2 separate regions of the Gossypium arboreum genome follow, and region 1 is linked to region 2. The links are chromatin contacts, called in public Hi-C maps. All regions are on one chromosome and are shown on one strand. The core of a region is the stretch at or near the end of the contact, and the rest is flanking DNA. Distances in the headings are between cores, read along the strand shown.

Region 1 (3,407 bases), core at 683-3,182, 220 kb after region 2:
GTGGAAATTTTCAGTACAGAAAAAGCTATTAAATTTTTTTAAAAAAAATTCAATGAAATTCGTAACGCTTCCATTCCATCTGTCTCAAAATATTCCAAAATTTATGCCTTAAAATTTGGTGGAATTGTCTTGCAGATTTTACCAATCCAATTTTCTTATTTTCATAATTCAATTTGCCCCTCAGCAAATATTTAAATATATAAAATCCTATTTTACATTCATCTCAATATTTTGGCAGCAAGGAATGAATTAGAAAAAAAATACATGTAAATGATTTTTTTTTATAATTTTCATGAATTTCTTAAAATATTAACTGTAGAACAAATAAAAGAAACATTAAATACAATTTTTAACACATTAATTGTTGGCTATAAATACAATCTTCACATTAAGCTTTACTATAAATAACCATAATTTTTTATACAATAAATAACCACAATTTAAATGTTTTTAGACAAATCAAATATTACAATATATATTTACTTATATGATGTCACTCTTAATTGTGATTATCATTAAAAATTATGGTAATTTGTTTTATTACAACCGGTAATTTGCAATGATCAACCAACCAAGATTTCTAAATAATATAATTTATAATAGAATTATTGAACAAATAAAAGAATTCCAATAATTTTTGGGTTTTTATTTAAATAATATAAAAAATAATTATGAAAATAAGGCATATTATAAATTACGTGAATGGTATGCTTTTTAAAGTAAATTTAAGTCACATTTTAGGTGAAAGAATTTTTTAAATGATGTCACTTTTTCAGAAGTTCAAAAAATGAATATTTTCTTTTAAATACTAAACAATACAATATAAGAATAAAAAATTTATTTTTTTAAACTGGTGTTGTTTAAAATATTGACAGCACGGGTTGAGAATTTAAAAAAAAATGAAATGAACTAGCTGGTTAAAAAAATGGAAAAGAAAAAAAAACATAGGCCTTACCTTAAATAGCCTCATTAACCCTTAGATATTCACAGCCTCAAGAACCCTTAAAGACTTTGAAATCTGTTAATTAAGCCATAAACCTGTTCTAAGATCACTACCATTCCCTGCAAAATACAACCATAAAAACCCCATAAAAGTTCATGTACAACAATATAGGCATGTTTGATAGTTATCACAGTTAGGTTGAGTTTGGGTCGGATCTTAATAAAATTTTAAACTCAATTAATAGGCTTAAACTTGAAACAGTCTGAATAAAAATGTTAAAATTTGAGTCCGACTCGATCCGTTTGTATTAATTTTTTAAACAAAATTATATAAAAATTTAAAATATATATAATACACCAAATACACTAAAAATATTAAAATAAATATTTCCCAACAAATTAAAAATAATTTTTTTAAAAAAGTTAACAAGCAAATACTTTTAAAATAGTAGCAAAATTAACAATAAAATAAGTGTTATACACTATTCAAATATTAACAATAAAATAGTAACAACGTAATAGTGAAATAGTAACAAAACAATGACAAAAAGTGGGAACAACATCAAAACATGAAAAAATAACAGCAAAATAGTAGGATTTTTTTATTATAAATTCAAGTTAAGTCAGATTTGGACGAAGAAAACATTACCCAAAGCCTGGCTTATTTTCTAAACTGGTCTTAGTTTTACCTAAGCTCATTTTTTGAGCTTATATTTTACTTAAACCCTCTCATCTTTTGGGCAATCCAACCTGACCTATGAATAGTTCTAATCACAACAGTAGTGGACGCGGGACAGCAAGGATAACAATGGCAGAGGCAGTAGAAGGGGCAAAAGGTTCAACTACAGTAAAAGGAAAGGAGGACTTCGTTTCAGGAGTAGAAAGATGTGAATAAAAAAATTTAATGTTAAGGAGATCCTTGAAGGATCCAGTTTGACTATTTCGAGTTCGATGGGCCTCAATATTTACCCAATCTAATTGGACTTTGAAAAGCATATCTAAAGCCCATTACAAACTAGACCAGTCGGGCCATTATTAGTTGTGGGTTGGGCCTTCTATAGATAATACCATACTCCCTTTTTTTTATTTTTGAACTCTCAATTCTCAATTGTAATTATTTGAATATTTGTGTCTTGAATTTTTTTGCAATTTTAAATGTCGATATAGTTTTATTTTTCTATGTTATTGTGATTTGTGATATGGTTTAAAACAATATTTATAACAATCTTAAAAATATATGTATAATATTTTATGTCATATTATCAAATTATCTTACATTAATAAAGAATTAAAGTATAAGGAAGTTATAAAATTAAAAAATTAGAAAATTTTAATTAATCATTATTGTCAAATATTTTGGCTTTTTAAAATTGTTTTCACATAAATTATTATTATTATTATTTGTTTTTAAAATTTTAATTAAAATTATGGATTTTTTTATTTTAAAAGAACATGAATTATGTTTTGATTTATCGGTTTTAATTTAAAAAGTAAATACTTCCATATTTTGTGACTTCAATTATGGAGCTACTTAATTTTGGAATAACATTTTAATTTATATGAAAAAGCTTTATAACTATACAAATTTTGTTCTACTTTGGAAATATTTTTATATTCTTATGGCTTGGATTCAATGTGCAAATATTTTGTAGTATTTAGGTGATATAATTTGATATTGTTAAAGATCCTAATTGTAAAATGCCTAGAATTACTAATAGTCCCTATTCAACTCTTAAATAAGGAAATAATGCGTTTCAGCTCACTCGAACCTACGTCCTCCTGCACTAATAACGATGCCAATACCCATCAAACTAAAACTCAATCGACAAAACCCTAATTATTTAACGAAATGTTAATTTTATGATAATAACGACTTAATCGTTAATTATAGTTATTTTTTAGATGACATGTTATAATTTGATATTTTTAATATTTTTAATTTTAAATTAGTTAAGTGTATCAATTTACATGTATCCTATTATTAAAACTAATATTCATCTTTAACAAGATCAATTATATTCCAAACTAACATGAGTTTTATATCTACATATTTTAGTTGTTTAATTTGAATAATTGTCTTCCACAACATTTGTGCATGTTTAGAATTTTACAAATATATTATATTTTAAATATTTTATACAAAGTAAATCCGTGTATTACACCAGATAAAAATTTATATATATATATATATATATATATATATATATATTATAATAAAATTCTCTTGTATATATGAAAAGTTTGAGTTTTAGATTATTTCTTTGCTTCACAAATGATCAGTCTATTTAGTTAACAAATTTAATATTAAAATATTAATTGGGCTACTTTTTAATGCACATGAAATTATTATTTTGTAAATTCTAAATAATTTGAAATTTTCAAAATCATATACACGAAACCAAATTTTTATAGCTATTTACATGTTGATATGTGTTAACCTAATTTAGATAATAAATTAAAATATT
Region 2 (3,265 bases), core at 197-2,696:
ATTTATATATTTATTTTCTTAACACCCTCACAGTCAACATTAATAATTTAATCTCAAAGCAAGAATTGTCTAGCCTTACGGAAGTGAATCATGAGCCACGTAGTCAATATTGTGTTTATCCAGAAATTCTTGATCGATCACCCATGGAGCATCAGGAATGACTTCATCAACCCACCTGTAACAAAATAAATAACGAAGTCATTCAAAGTGAATCTATATTTAAGGTTTCACTAAATGAATTAACAGTTATTTTGAGGAACAAAGTTAATTCACATTTTGCAAAGCAAAAATGAAAAATCTTATTGTAAGAGAAGATAACTGATTTACTTCAAAGTGTAAACAAAAAGTTAAGTAAATCTATATTTCAGGTTCCACTAGATTGCAGCCTTTGCTAAAGGAAATTTACCGAGATTTTACTTCCTAAAAGCAATAATTGATTAAAAGAAAAGAAATAACACAACATCAAATTCTAACATAATTATTCCGTTGAATAGTAAAATTAAGCCTAATCCAAAAATTTTACAATTTTAATTCTTCAAATCTACTACTTTCACAACGAAAGGAAAATTTTCTTGAAAATCTCAAAAGCAAAACTCAAGTAGCAAAAGCAACAACCAAACTATACCTCAAATATGCATCCTGGGTGATCTTTTTTTTTATAATATTTTCAGTAAAATAAACAGAGTGGCTGAGAGTTATACTTGCAATGGCGAAGGGATTCATAACGTTCTGATTCGGTCATAACAGTTTTGCCCTTGTACTTGTGTGTTGTTTCATCATTGCAACATCCAACCAGCAAATACGTATTGGGAAACCTAAAATCTCACAAAATTGAATCGCATAATCAGGGAAAAAGCAATCCAAGCATGAAGTTGTGGATATACAACATCAAGTAAAAGCATCTTTTATGCAAACAAACATAATAAAAATTTAAAAAACTTGACATAAAAAAAAAAAACCCAGAAAAGTTACACAGATAAAAAATAACCAAACATGAAGATTTTGAAAGAAATCCATTAATCACGGGAAAATTCGAAAGATACCCAGAAAAGTAATAAAATCAAACATAGAAAAAAGAGAGAGAGAGAGAGAGAGAAGGGATTAAAACGGACGATTTCTTGGCTTGTTCGAGGGAGCGAGCGTGGCCGAAGTGGAAGAGATCGTAGATCCCATCGGCGTAAACACGGACAGGGCGATCGGGATCGGAACTGTTGCTATTATTACCGTTGTTGCTCATGGCGGAGATTCTAGAATTAAGAAAAAAGGGAAAAGGAAATTGGGAGTTCTGTTATTTCTTCTGTCTCATAATAATAAATAATAATACTAATAATAATATAAATTGGATTTCGGCTTTCCTCTGAACCCACAGCCTGGCTGAGAATGCATACGCGCTTCTTACGCTTCTATTTTACTTATTTCAATTTCTTTTCCTCTTTTACTCTTTGCGTTTATAATTTAACCTTGACTTAATACAGTCTTATATCATTTTATTAACTTGGGTTTAAATTTTTTTACCCCCTTCATTCTCAAATATTATAAAAAATTTATCAGTTTAATCCTTTAAATGTTAAAAAACTGATTAAAATATCCAATTAATCATAAAATGCTATGTATCAAATGATATTATCATTTTATAAAGTGGATGTTGAAAGGATTAAGTCTCAAAGCCTCAATGGAATGTGTCCTATGTGAGGATTTTGTCTCCTGCACTTTGAGGAGAGCCCGAATGGCTCACAGAGTATAGAGATTACTTAGGTATGCTAAGGTAAGGTATAAAAGCCTTTATTGATGGTTCAATCTCTGGCAGCCACATTTTGCATTATTAATATTTCTAACAATATTGAAACCTTCCCGTGATATTGCAAGTCATATCTATATCAATCGAGGTGTTCTCTATACTCTGTGAACCCTTCAGGCTCTCCTCGGAGTACGAGAAACAAAACCTCCATGTAGAATAATACATTCAATTGAGGATCTGAGACTTATTATTCCAAAAGTGAGAATAAAGTTCAACATAGAGACGCAAAATCGAAGACAATTAGAGAATTTACTATCTACATAATGAAAAGATGTTGTGAGAAGTATCAAAGAGAATTGATAGAGAAGGGAAGGAGCCAGACCTTCACGAGAATCATGAAAAAAATATTGGTAGATTTGGCGAATATGTCCTTGTTTGAGAAGGATAATAATGGTGAAGGAGTTTTGTGCCCAAAACAATCTTAAGCTTCAAAAGAGTATTTTTAATTTTAATTTTTGGAGAGATCAAATTCTACTTTTATTTTTATTTTAGGGGCATGTAATAACTATTTAGGATATTATGTATATTTTTTTAAAATTAGAATTTTTATTATGTTTTGTTTTGTTTGAATCTTTATAGGTTTACCACATGTTTGGAGTCAAAAATTGTCCAAATCATTTGTGGAGAAGTAGTTGCCTTTATTTGTAGATTCGAGCTTAAATCGAAATACCCTTCTCTAACCTTTAAATATGAGGATAATGCGCTTCAACACACTTGAATCCATGTCCTCTTACACTGACAACAATGCCAATGCTAGTCGAACTAAGATTCAATCAACCTTTTCCATATACTTTTAAATATTGAAGACAATGTTTGATTTTATTGCGAGGGGGGATTTTGGAATGTTTCATGCATGTTTTCTATATTTAGTAATTTTTGTTCAATTTTTAAAAATTTTCATGTTTAGGTTTTACATGTACTTAGAATTTTTTTTTTATTTGAGGACATTGGACGTGATTGCAAAGTAGGTAGCATGAGAGCTAATGTTATTGAATATGATAAGAAAGCATGCTATGTATTGTCCATAAAATAGTCCTTGGAGTTTCTATCGTTAGACTGTAACAGACTTTGAATTATTCATTTTCCGCTTTCGTGGTCATATCCTAAATTTGTGATTTTCTTTGGTAAATGTTGCATGTCTCATAAGATGTGCATAGATTTGTAATAGACCATAAATGAATGATTAACTTTTTTGTATATCTTTAGTCATAATGTTTACAACCAAATGCATAAGGAATCTTATGTCTTCTATTGTTGAAAAAAATCTGTTAAGAAAATAATTTTACAGTTACAACAGAAGATTTAAAAGTTTTCAAAACTGAGCTACTTTGTGATATTTATAGTTATAAACTTCAGTAGAATGGTACATGTTTTTTGTTAAGTATGACTCCTATTTCAGTCAAATTTGAGAAATAATCTTCTAATTAAACTCTGTTTATTTATTTCAATCAAACACTAATTAGTTTA

Evidence for each region. Hi-C and Micro-C count contacts between places; a contact is called where the count stands out from the background.
Region 1: a contact with region 2 is called in a Hi-C map of leaf, with 2.6 times the contacts expected there. The contact joins the enhancer-like site here to the promoter of LOC108456596 in region 2. A contact is called at or near these places in 2 of 5 Hi-C or Micro-C datasets (both in leaf).

What each region holds. Positions count from the first base shown.
Region 1 is chr7:14,076,374-14,079,780 of ASM2569848v2, forward strand. No RefSeq gene overlaps it. Among protein-coding and RNA genes, the nearest start is that of LOC108487466, 14 kb to the right of the region's middle. Within about 2 kb of position 1,933, at least 1 of the 2 cell types and tissues checked has an H3K27ac peak or open chromatin away from gene starts, as enhancers often do. A contact at or near this core is called in leaf, where this site is marked.
Region 2 is chr7:13,856,780-13,860,044 of ASM2569848v2, forward strand. It overlaps LOC108456596 (choline-phosphate cytidylyltransferase 1-like), which reads right to left and starts at 1,447. Exons shown (of 8, transcript XM_017755146.2): 1 at 1,113-1,447; 2 at 702-815; 3 at 80-175. The coding sequence starts at 1,237.